Linked DNA regions of Mus musculus: regions 1 and 3 are each linked to region 2. A link is a contact called in public Hi-C data. All regions are on one chromosome and are shown on one strand. The core of a region is the stretch at or near the end of the contact, and the rest is flanking DNA. Distances in the headings are between cores, read along the strand shown. Region 1 holds the start of Cstf1 (cleavage stimulation factor, 3' pre-RNA, subunit 1). Region 2 holds the start of Chd6 (chromodomain helicase DNA binding protein 6). Region 3 holds the start of Kiz (kizuna centrosomal protein).

Region 1 (3,694 bases), core at 1,151-3,650, about 11 Mb after region 2:
AGAGTACTGGCTACTCTTCCAGAGGTCCTGAGTTCAATTCCCAGCAACCACATGGTGGCTTATAACCATCTGTAATGCCCTCTTCTAGTGTGCATGAAGACACATTCATAGTCATAAAATAAGCAAAGAAATCTTTTGTTTGTTTTCGTTTTGGGTTTGCTTTTTGTTTTGTTTTGTTTTTAGTTTTTTTCAAGACAGAGTTTCTCTGTGTAGCCCTGGCTGTCCTGGAACTCACTCTGTAGACCAGACTGGCCTCAAACTCAGAAATCCGCCTGCCTCTGCCTCCTTGCATCCCCAGTGTTGGGATTAAAGGCATGCGCCACCACGCCCGGCAGAAATAAATCTTTTAAAAGCCGAAATTGTAAATACAGGTAATTCTGTACCTTAACAGGCCTGGAGACACAGTTTTCTTTACATCTGTCCATGTCACCTGAAAAAGGAAACAAGAGCCTTTCTTTTAGGAGGAGTCCAAGTCCTTCACCTTCGGATCTACACCAAATGACCTTGATGGTTCTCACTCAGCTCAAAGATTTACTACAAGAAAGTTGCACATGCCACAGGGTTCCCCTTTTCAGATCAGGGAAGCTAGGCAGGAGGCAGAAGCCCTGAGCAAAGGACTGCAGTTGCAGCTACCTCACACTCCTGGGCCCCAGACCAAGGTTAATAACCAGCCCTGCAGTTTAGCTTTCCCATAATAGCTACACCAGGGTCTTATCCCTAAGAGGTTTCTATTTCCTGTATTTGCAGTGGAGCCAGGATTTGTTTGTTAGGTTTGGATTTTTTTTTTGAGACAGGGTCTCCCTGGGTAGTCCTGGCTGTTCTGGAACTCATTATGTAGGTAGACCAAGCTGGCCTTGAACTCACCGAGTTCCTCCCTCTGCCTCCAAAAGGCTGGGATTAAAAGAATGCAAGACCACACCTAACCTTTATGTTTGTGGTAGAGACAAGAGTTCCATGGATCCCAGGCTGGCCTTGAGCATGCTATACGGTGGAGGATTACTCTGAACTCCTGATCCTCCCGCCTGCAGTTCCGCAGTGCTAGGACCACAGAGGTCATCACCATCCTCGGGGTTCCAAGTGCTGGGAATGGAATCCAGGGCTGGCTAGGCAAGCACCCTACTAACTGAACTACATCCCCAGACAGGCTCTCACTTATTAGCTGTGGCTGGCCTTAAATCGAAGGCTAACCTCCTGCCTCAGACTGCTGATGTAAGCAACCACACATTTAGGTGTGTGTGTGTGTGTGTGTGTGTGTGTGTGTGTGTGTGTGGTGGGGATGGAGGTGTTGAGGTAGGGACGTATGTGGATGTAATTTAGGCTGGTTTTTCGGACCTACTGTGTAGCTGAGGATGACCTTTGACTTGATCCTGCCTCCACCACCTTACTGTTGGAATAAACAGCGGCGGCCACCACGAAGGCAGTGTTCAATCCTAAAACTTCTGGAATATTCTACAAACTGAGCTTTAGCGGGTCTGCGCTTTGAAACAGACCCTCAAGTAGTCCCGACATAAACTGCTCAGAAGGCTGCGGGAAGAGCAGCACCAGTCCTGGGCACTCTACGAGGGAACTCCCGTTCATCCACAGACTCGTCGAGTCGACTTAGACTCTGATTCTCCACCCGAAGCAGTCCCCAATAAGCCGCAGTTCCCGCATCCACCATCGGTTTGCAAATTACTCGGTTAGCTGATGGTCTGGATCCCCATTCCCACAAGAACCTAAAACCAAGCCGGGAAATCTTAAACGTCTGGACCTTTCTTAAACAGAATGCAAACCCACTGAGACAGTCCATTACCCCGACGCCACACAGCCTTCCCTATCCGTTTGCAGCATCCAGGCTCGCCCTCAACAGCCATGTCCCTTTCCAACTCACAGGCAGGAACCTGCTCCCGACCGAAGCCTCCAAGCGATCCCGGTAGCTCAGCCGTTACAATTCAAAGGTTCTCCTTTTAAAATAGGAGTCAAACCCTCTACTCCAAGAGCTGATTGGCTAGAGCCGGAGCAATGCCGTTCTGTGATTGGCTCACCGTAAACGCGACTATGGGAAGCTCGTTCCCTGCCGTAGCTGGGCGCAGGCGCACTGAGCTGTCGGAGCCCGGAAGTGGTGCACCAACGGCCCGTCCGATCTGCGGCCGTTCTATCGCCCGCCGTGCTCCCCAGGATCAGGCGTTCGCCAGTCACACACAGCCCTTTGGATTCAAGGCAGTCGCGGAGGTGATTAGTTCGGAGACGGTGAATGAGCGTCTCGAACGTGCCAGTGAGTAAGATGGCGAGAAGGGCAGACTTGCGAGGGAGCAGGGATGCTCGGCGCTCGGCTGCATGCCCTTTGCACGTGCGCACTGGGTGTGCACTCCGAGCGATCGATCGGGCACGATTCGCTCCTCCATTTTTCTAGAAGAGAGCGGGAGACCGAGACCCTGATCTGCGGGTACGGGGTCAAGGGGGCGTAAGGAAGCGGGCTAGTGTGGTTGGCTAGGGTCTGTAGTGGATCACGTGAAGGACCGGGGCTAACGGAGAGGATGGCAGGAGGCCGCTCGCCCCAAGTCCGTGTCCTAGAGTTGGCCGGCCCGGCCTGCACCCCGGCTCTCAAAGGGCCTCGGTCCCGGTGGGTCCAAGCCGGAATTCCGCCCTGAGCAGAAGTGGTCGCGCGGCTTCGCTTTGGGCCCCCTGCATTCCCCGGTGTTAGCTTTCCGGGGGCGAGCTCCTCCGGTCTCGTGCCTCGGTGTCCCCTCCGGGAAGGATATAAGTTATCTGTGTCCCATTGGAAGTTAAGCGGGGAGTTAAGTAAAGGCTCAACCTCCTTCTCCCACCCCCGTTTTCTTTAAATGTCGTGATACAACCCCAGATGTTTCCTGACAGGAGTAAAGATGATAGGTCAAATGGTTAAGTTCTGGGCTCTGGAGTGTGCAGGCTCCCCCTCAACTTTGAGGGGAAGGGGAGGGCTTAACTTGAACGGGTGCCCTAGATTCTTAGAACACATTTCACCCTCTGTTGTGTCCCAATATCTTATGCAGGGGTAGATTTGTATTCATTTCTTTCTTTTTAAAAAAAAACTTATTTAGCTTTATTTTACATGCATTGGTGTCTAGGTGGCAGGCCCCTTGGAACTGGAGTTAGAGACAGTTGTAAGCCGCCATGGGAATTGAACCCAGGTCCTTTGGAAGAGCAGACAGTGCTCTTAACCACTGAGCCATCTTTCCAGCCCCCATTTCTTTCTAATGAACACGAATATATTGAATAGCTTCGTTTAGTGATTGGATGCTAATTAGGTGCTTGGCACCGCATCTGCCAGTAGGACCTGCATGGTGTTATTATTGTTAAGAACTCTGGTCAGTACTATGCTGTGTGGCCTTGCTAGTCATTTGGTTTAAAACTGAGCCCGGGGTGTCTGTCAGCAAGCATTGTAACTCTTGGCTGTTTCTCCAGGCTACCTTCTTGCTTGATGTCTCCAGACTCCTATAGTCAAACATCTAACCACACACATACTTATCAAATTACCCACCCAGGTTGATTAAGAAATCAGTTTTGTTTGGAGAGCTTAGATCTTAAGAGTATAATGTGTTTGGATTTTTACATTTATTTGTTTTGATGGTAATCATTTTTTTGTTTGTGATAGGGTCCCACTATGTAGTCCTGGCTGGCCTGTGATAGGGATCTATAGACAAGGCTGGTCTCAATATCACAGGGATCTGCCTGC
Region 2 (3,868 bases), core at 1,271-3,770:
CTCCTGCAGATCTTCCTGAAATGGAAGGCCTAACTCTGGTTCTCTCACTCCACTTCTAACTGGTTTTTCAACTTCTAGCCTGAAGTCATATACTGAGAAGAGTCAGGGGCCTCCTATTACACCACTATAAAAATAATTATAAAGATACTTGAAAGTTGTGGTAGAAAGGGGGGAAAAGAAAAGAAAACAAAAAATAAAGATCGTGACTCCAGAGAAACTGCAACATCGGAGACCACAAAACCAATGTCATTTCACCAAGACAGACTACATACACACACAAAAAAAAAACCACTTCAAACTACTTACTATAAGCAGAGATTCCCAAACAACAGAGTGAGGGTAGGGATATGTACAGGTTAGCTTTTTGTGTGTGCTTGGGTAAGTGCGCCTGTGCACATGGAGGCCAAATGTCAAATGTTTCTTCCTCAATCTTACTACCACATTTTTTGAGACAAGGTCTCTCACTCTAGAGTTTGCCAATTCAGCTAGGTTGGCTGGCTGGCCCACAAGCCCCAGAGATGACAGGAGTTAGCCATAATGCCTGATTTTTTAATGTGGATGCTAGAGATACAAACTTGAGTCTTAATGCTAACATGGCAAACACTTTACCACACAGGCCATCTTCCTAGTCTTTGGGTTAGTTTAAATACAAAACATTAATAATCCATCTATGAAATCTTGGGACAGAAGGAACTCCAAATTAAGTCACACCGCTTCACATTTTCCCAGGCCCTTGGTTAAAGGGATGGATACACCCCTTATGTGAAACCACCTGCTCTGGTTGGCATAAACCAGGCTACATGACAACTCATGCCTAATCATTTTATCATACACACATCTCAAATCCTTCTGTTGCCAGAGAACCACAAAGTTCACAAAAAACTCTCTCAGAGGCTGCCAACCTGATCTTCCAACTTGGCTTCCAACTAAACTACTGTGCTACCCACAGTGAATGAGACAGACCCGCTCACTCCCTTACAATAAGTCAAGCACTCAGAGCTCTGAAAGAAAGCATGGTGTCTGTCCAGACTTTTCCAAAAGCACCATAAGCAGATCCCCATGGAGTATGCCAATATGAGGGCCTACTGGCATGGTATTCTTATATACCATTTGGGAAATAATCAAATCCTAGGCAAAATATTTCAGACACTCTTGAAAACTGTCAATATTTAAAATATCTATTTTCTCTGTTCATGGATCTGTTACAGCAGAAATGAACAGTTTCTTGAGGGGTGGCAAAAAAGGCACAAACAAGCCCCGGAGAAAGATGCTCAGAGATGCCAGAGACTCTCTAGAAACCTTGGCCAGATTACTAATGGTCTATAAAGCCTAATTTGGAGAACACGGGCCTACGAGCTCAAAATTGAATTATACTGCCTTATTAGATCCCACACTCGTGAAACCACAGTCATATTAGTCATAACTGAAACTAGGAATACTCTATGTACACAAATATAAAGTGCATGCTTATGCATTTTTAATTGGATCAAATAAAACTGAAGCTGCAAACAAACTCACATTTCAATTATCTCACTAGTGCGGGGATTTCCTAATAACCTCGTTTTAAAACCCAAGGAGCTGCCAACCCCTCTCCACATCTGACAGGCATGGTCCCTGGAAATTTTAGGAAGGACATTCCTCCGTTACTTCTCAACAGAGAAGAGAAATAAATACCCTGAAGGAAACAGATTTTTTTCTTTTTTTTTTTTTCATATTCCCTCTCTCTAATTTCTTTGCAAGCTCTAACATGCAATCTAATAACGCACCAAACTTGGCAGCGGGGTAGCTTGGTGGCTTGGAGTCTTGAGGGCTCAAATTTTCGGGGGCGAGTGCGCGTTAGTGCGTGAGGAGCCGGCCGGAGGGGCGCGCGACCCGGGGACGCGCCGGGGCCCCCGCCCCCTCCCGGAGCAGCAGCCTGGCACCGGCCCACCCTCCTCCACCCCTGCAAACAGACGCAGGACGCGGAGCGGAGCAACTTCTCCGCGGGGGCGGTAGCGGCTGGCGGGCGCGGGGGTGGCCCTCACGCGCCGTGGGCCGCCGGGGTCCCCTGGGAAGCCTTGGCAGGCCCCGCCCCGCCGCAAAGGCCCGCGCTTGGGGTCTGAAGCAGGACCCCAAGCCTGGGCGCGTGGCCCCGCAGTGGCGCTCTCCCAAGGACGGAGGGCGGGCGGCCAGAGCGCGCGGCAGCCGGGAGGGGCGGACGCCAAACCCCTCGCCTCAGGCCTCGGGGCCCTCGGCCTGGCCGAACGCCCGCGGCCGCGCTCGGACCCCTGCCCGGCCGGGCCTCGCGCCGCCGCGGCCCCTCAGCCCCGCTCCATTCATAGGGCAGCCCCATCCCGGCCAGCGGGGCGGAGACAGGGTCCCCGCGGGCAAGCCCAGCTTGTCGGGGCCAGGCAGGAAAATAAAAAGTTAAGAGAAGAACTTACCTAAAATGGCTCCTGCAGCAGCCAAAATACAAACAGCTATTATTTGGTGAAGTTTAGCTCAGACACCCTGCAAGGACACCCTAACCCAGCTTGGGCCCGCCTTCCCTGCCGCGCTATTGGGTTTCGCCTGCCCAAAACACAGGTTCATTGGTCGTGTGGGCTGCCGATCAGACAGAAGCCCGTTTCAAGCTTGCTTGCAGGAGCGAGTGATGGGCTTGCTCCATTGTGCTCGTATTTGCATGGATGTGATCGCAGCGGTGATTGGTCGATGTCGGAGCCGCTCCGCCTCCCAGCCTAGATCTCCCCGCCTTGCAGACAGCGCAGCTCCCGGCCCGCCCCCCCGGAATGAAGCGGCCGGGCCGCGGGGGCGGGGCGGGGCTGGGGTCCCGCAGGCGGAGGGGGCGGGGCGGGGTGCTGCGCTCTGTTTTGCAAGCAGGGGGCGAGGACCTGGGCGCTGGCCCGCGGCTGGGGCTCAACCTGCAGGTGGAGGTCTCGCAGGTAGTGGGCAAGCAAGCTGGAAAACCCGGGATTGGCTCTCCGGAGGTGGGAGAAGATGTACTGGGGTCCCACGACGTGAGCGCCCCGCCGGCGCCCAGATCCTGCAACGCGCACTCGAGGAGAGGTGAAGGTCCCAACGGACAGGAAAAAGAAGATGCTGAGAGGCCGAGGGAAGCGAGGAGCCGGGTCGTCAGTCTCCAGCTGCTTATACTGCAGATCCGCCTGGCTCCCTAGCATACTAGGAACGTCTTCCCAGGGCCCTGCACACCCCGGGAGTTTTCCAGCCCTGAGGATCCTGCAGCGCATTGGATATGCTTCAGTAACATCAGGAGTGGAACCATGGTGTGTTTATTTTCGGGCCTATCTCCACTACCATCCTTGTAGCATCCTCAAGGACAGGGCCTAGCATATGACAGAGATTCAACCAATTGTTGTCTTCCGTAATTCGTTTTTTAGCAGCTAATTTTTAAGTGCCCACTAAATACCTGACATTGATCTGAGACGGAGGATGTAGCGGTCAATAGGACAAAGCCCTTGCACTCACCGAACAGGCAAAGGAAAAGCAATAAATAAAATAAATAAATGAACACAGAGGCAGGTAGTGATAAATGCCATAAAGAAAACAGATGGCGGGAGGAAGGACATCAGACCAGAGATGGGGGAGGAACAATTAGGGCAAGGAGGAATTTAGAGCCTATCCTGCCTAGCTAAATATTCCTCATAGCATCCTCCCTACTCTGGGACCTGGTGATCACTTTTCCTCTTCACTCCTGCCTGTCCCATCTGGAGTGTTTCCCCAGTGAATACTTAAATAAAAGAAGAAGAAAAAAAAGTCCAAAACTGGCTGGACTCTGACTTTAAAAGCTCACTTTATCTTAATTAAAGCAGGAATGATCTGAGTCTGATGACTCCAAGAGCAGTTTGTCAGAATTGTTTAGGATGAGGGT
Region 3 (4,144 bases), core at 488-2,987, about 14 Mb before region 2:
GGCAGGAGCAGAGACCCTATTTTGCTTATAGCCCATTATGCTGATTTATGACATTTTAATTCAATGAAGCGCACACGTGTGCATGTTTGTGTGTGTGTGTGTGTGTGTATGCATGTGTGTTAGAGTGTACAAGTAGAGGTTAGAGAACAACTCTTGGGAATCAAATCAAACTCAGATTGCCATACCTGCAAAGAAAGCATGTTTCATTTGCTGGGCCATCGTCTGGTCCACATGTTTTTGTTTTTAAGCCAAGGTCGGTCAGGCCCGCCTGGAATTAGAGATCCTCCTGCCTGTCCCCTTGAGTCCTGAGATTACATGGATATATTCTACCTTTCAGCATTTAGGCAGACAGTATGAGGAAGGAAGGATAGGCAAAATCATAATTTAGGGTTGCTGACTTGACCATTTCGTTGCTTCCCCTAATGCCAGTATGGTACTATAAGTCAGAGCGCAATGGACATGTGCAGTGTATAGTGAGCATGTTATAGTGGGACAAGACACGGACACATGCCGTCAGAAGCAGCTTAGATTTATTATGCCTTGATTTTTCAATTGAGTTTTGGTCATTACACATTCAGGAACGGTTTACTGTTGCTGAACTTTTTGACACACAGCTCCCTATCCCTAACCCATTCAGATATGGTGCAATCCCCATGGAGTCCTGACACACTATTAAAGAAATGTTGGTGTCAGGGATGCTTTGCATGAAAATAAAACTACCGACTTGAGAAAAGAGACATAAAATTAAAAGTCTAGGATAAGGAACCACATTGACTACAAGTACGTGTGTACATTTTTTTTTTTTTAATTTCCTATTCCAAGTGGGTTTTAGAATCCAGTTGTCTTTCTTCAGGAAGCCTTTTGCCATGTTGATGGAGGCAAGAATAAAGACTGATTCTGTTCTGGGCCTTTATAACCAGTAGTTCCTCTGAACTGATCTAAGGTTAAGTTAGTCTTGCTGTAATAGTCTGCCCAATTCACTCTGGGGCACCTAGGCTTTTTGTATGGTCACAGCTGAGTTGTGGGACATAGGGTTTATGCCAATGTAGTCTGGCTGGGGGCCTTGTTGGAGAATTGACTGCAGAAGTAAACGGTTTGATTCACAAGGACCTAGTTAGAAACCAAATCTTTCTCCCCTGAAAGGGCTGATGGCAACCTGAGCATTGAAAAACATTCCAGCGTGGGATGGCATATTTGGTTTCTTTGTTTGTTTGTTTTATTTTGTTTGGGGGTGGGGTTTGGTGTTTTGAGACTAGGTTTCTCTGTGTTGTCTTTGTTGTCCTGGAACTCACTCTGTAAATTAGACTGGCCTCGAACTCAGAATTCCTACTGCCTCTGCCCGTAGTGCTGAGATCAAGGGCATATTTGCGGTTCTTAAATTTTGTTTTCTTCTAGCTTTTTGTTTTGCTTTCTAAGTGCTGGTATCAAAACAATCTTGTCACAGGGTCTCTCACTGCAAATTCTAGGAAGGTAAATAAGAAACTGCATCTGATAAAATGAATGCGTGTAGGACGGATTCTGTAGGGGAAGAGAAACACAGCGGTAGCAGAGAGAACGTGACACAGCTCCCTTGTCTTCTCCCTGTACCACCAGGGCTGCTCCACCCTTGCCAGTCTCTCTGTCTTCGCCCCTCCCGGACCCACACCGCGGCTAACCCCGCCTCCTCGGCGCCCCGCCCTTCGCCCCGCCCTCTTCAGGCCGCTAGGCGCCTTGTTTACCCGCGGTGCATGTTGGGGCGGTCTCCTTGGGCAACGCTGGCCCGCCAGCTGCCCTGTGGCAATGCCGCGAGGGCGCGGTGGCGGTGGTGGTGGCCTGCGCCAGGCCTCCGCCACCTCTGCGCCCTTGGCGAGCCCCAGCTACTACGAAAGGGTGGGCCAGCTCCAGCAGGCTCTGCGGGACAGGTACGGCCGCGGGACGGGGCAGGGAGTCAGCGGCGCCACTGAGAGCATCGGGGTACGGTGTCCGGCCCACTTCCCGCCAGTGGTTCACTAGTGTTGGAACTCGCCTGCGACCCCCAACTAGCCCCAGAAGGGGTTAGGAGCACAACTTTACCACGGATGCCCCTTGTTTGAAAGCGCAGAGAGACTGTAATCTCTCATGACAACCAAAGCCAGGTCCCTCAGCCTGCGGATGCGGCCGGAAGTGAGAGTGGGAGTTTTTTTGCCTGCCAGTCTTGATCAAACCTTGTGAATTTCTTTAGTCCTCTCTAGTCCTACATGCCCCCTCCTCACTCTCTCTTCAAGTTGTCATCCTACTTTGACAGCCGCACTGCATCAAAGATGACAGGTCCAGGAACGCAGGCTGGAATGGTGTGTGTGTGTGTGTGTGTGTGTGTGTGTGTGTGTGTGTGTGTGTGTGTGTGTGTGTGTTTGCGCGCGCGCTGTAGTCTTTTAGAAGTGTCTGGGGCTGACTAAATTTCTAGTAAAAGGATGAAATTTTCAACGGGTTCAGCTTCGAGGGTTGGGATTGCCTTTGATTAAGACATGAAAGATGAGAACCATTGGAAAAAGCTAGATCTAAGAATGCATAAATAGAAAAAAGTACAAAGCAATTGACTATAAATAACCACATGGAAAGATAAGTTGTTGGAACACTTATTTAGCTGCCAAATTAATTGGACTTAGAAATCTCATTAGTTGACAAGAAAGGAAATAGATTTTTGGATCTTTTGATAAACAAAACATTTAGTGGGTGTTAAAGTTACAGAATCATTCAGAAGGAACAGGAGGGCTGTAACAATTCTAAGATCATAACAGTAATTGCAGGTGAGGTAAAGTAAGTGATTTTTCAAAGGAATTGCATCTTACACTAGACTTAATTTTTGCCAATTACTTGTTAAGTAACTCCCACGGGCCCTAACTCTTCTTTCCGTGTTTTATCTTCTTTCTACATCCGTTTTTTTTTTTTTTTTTTCCTTCTGACACAGTCCTGCTCACCTACTCTAGGGATCTCTTAATCTCCCACTTAAGAAAAAAAAAATTAACCATTTAGGCGTATGTTGGTGGTGGTCTATGCTGAAGAGACAGAAATAGGAGGACCACAGGTTCAAGGCCAGCCTGGGATACAAGCCAGCCAGGGCAGCATAGTGAGAACCTATCTCCAACACACACACACACACACACACACACACACACACACACACACACACCTTTATTTTTCCTACAGAGCTTTTCTTTTCTCAATACTTTCTAATGTTTGCACCTTCAGTGTGCTTAGTGAGATCTCAGAGAGAATACAATAGAGAGAGAGAGAATGTGTGTGTGTGCATGCACAAGCACGTGTGCACATGCGAGCTCAAGTGTGCCTACATTGAGAATTTTAGGTGAGAAGCAACACCTTTTGCTCACTGTGTAGTACAATGGTGGAGGAGGTGTTTTTGTAAAATGTTTGAATTTATGGGTTAAATCCAAAAGTCAATTAGCCAGCGTCTAGGTGTTACAAATGCCTTATGTGGAATGCCATCACCTCATTGTCACTGAATAATGATCTTTTTTCCAGTTACCCAAGGTGGTGGTATTAGATCTCTGCATATATATATGTGTACACATATATATATGCATCAGCTAATTTAAAAGCAAGAACTTTAGTTTTAGTGCCTTTATCTCATTGTCTGTTGTAGTTCAAGAGTGGTATAGTTACCTTTGGCCTTTACTTATTTGTGTTTTGTAGGCAAAGATCTGCTCTTAAAATGTGACTGATTTAAATGACATTCTTTTTGAACTAGGTTAGTGGTAAGTTATTTTTGCCTCCTATGCTGGAAGCACCTGGTTCTTTATGGTCCTTATGGCACAATAACTGTAATGATTATCCACTTTATGTTTAGCACTTTTTGCTTTAATTAGGAAGCAAGGTAAGGTTGTTGAAGTTACATAAGAAACTGGAGTCAGATTTTATGGCCTGTTCATGGTCCTGCATTTGAAGATTTGTTTTATTTTTAAGTCAGTGTAAATCTATTGCTCTGTGTGATCATTTTTCATTTTAAGAATCTGTAAGTGACTCTAATTAATGCATGCTACACACAAGATAGAAGCAAATAACTCTAGAGAGGGAGCTATAGTAAATGAGTAGGAACATGAGTTCTGCCCATGACAAGTCATGAGACTTCACCAAGGGTCACACACACACACACACACACACACACACA

The links. A called contact is a pair of places that touch in the nucleus more often than the background predicts.
Region 1: a contact with region 2 is called in a Hi-C map of B cells, with 5 read pairs. The contact joins the promoter of Cstf1 here to the promoter of Chd6 in region 2. A contact is called at or near these places in 1 of 39 promoter capture datasets (pre-B cells) and 1 of 484 Hi-C or Micro-C datasets (B cells).
Region 3: a contact with region 2 is called in a Hi-C map of CD8 T cells, with 7 times the contacts expected there. The contact joins the promoter of Kiz here to the promoter of Chd6 in region 2. A contact is called at or near these places in 2 of 39 promoter capture datasets (cranial neural crest and pre-B cells) and 1 of 484 Hi-C or Micro-C datasets (CD8 T cells).

Annotation. Positions count from the first base shown.
Region 1 is chr2:172,368,603-172,372,296 of GRCm38.p6, forward strand. Cstf1 (cleavage stimulation factor, 3' pre-RNA, subunit 1) reads left to right here and starts at 2,401. Exons shown (of 6, transcript NM_024199.2): 1 at 2,401-2,425. It overlaps Aurka (aurora kinase A), which reads right to left and starts at 1,968. Exons shown (of 9, transcript NM_001291185.1): 1 at 1,871-1,968; 2 at 384-430. The coding sequence starts at 425.
Region 2 is chr2:161,106,566-161,110,433 of GRCm38.p6, forward strand. It overlaps Chd6 (chromodomain helicase DNA binding protein 6), which reads right to left and starts at 2,521. Exons shown (of 37, transcript NM_173368.3): 1 at 2,424-2,521.
Region 3 is chr2:146,854,143-146,858,286 of GRCm38.p6, forward strand. It overlaps Kiz (kizuna centrosomal protein), which reads left to right and starts at 1,738. Exons shown (of 14, transcript NM_001033298.4): 1 at 1,738-1,901. The coding sequence starts at 1,780.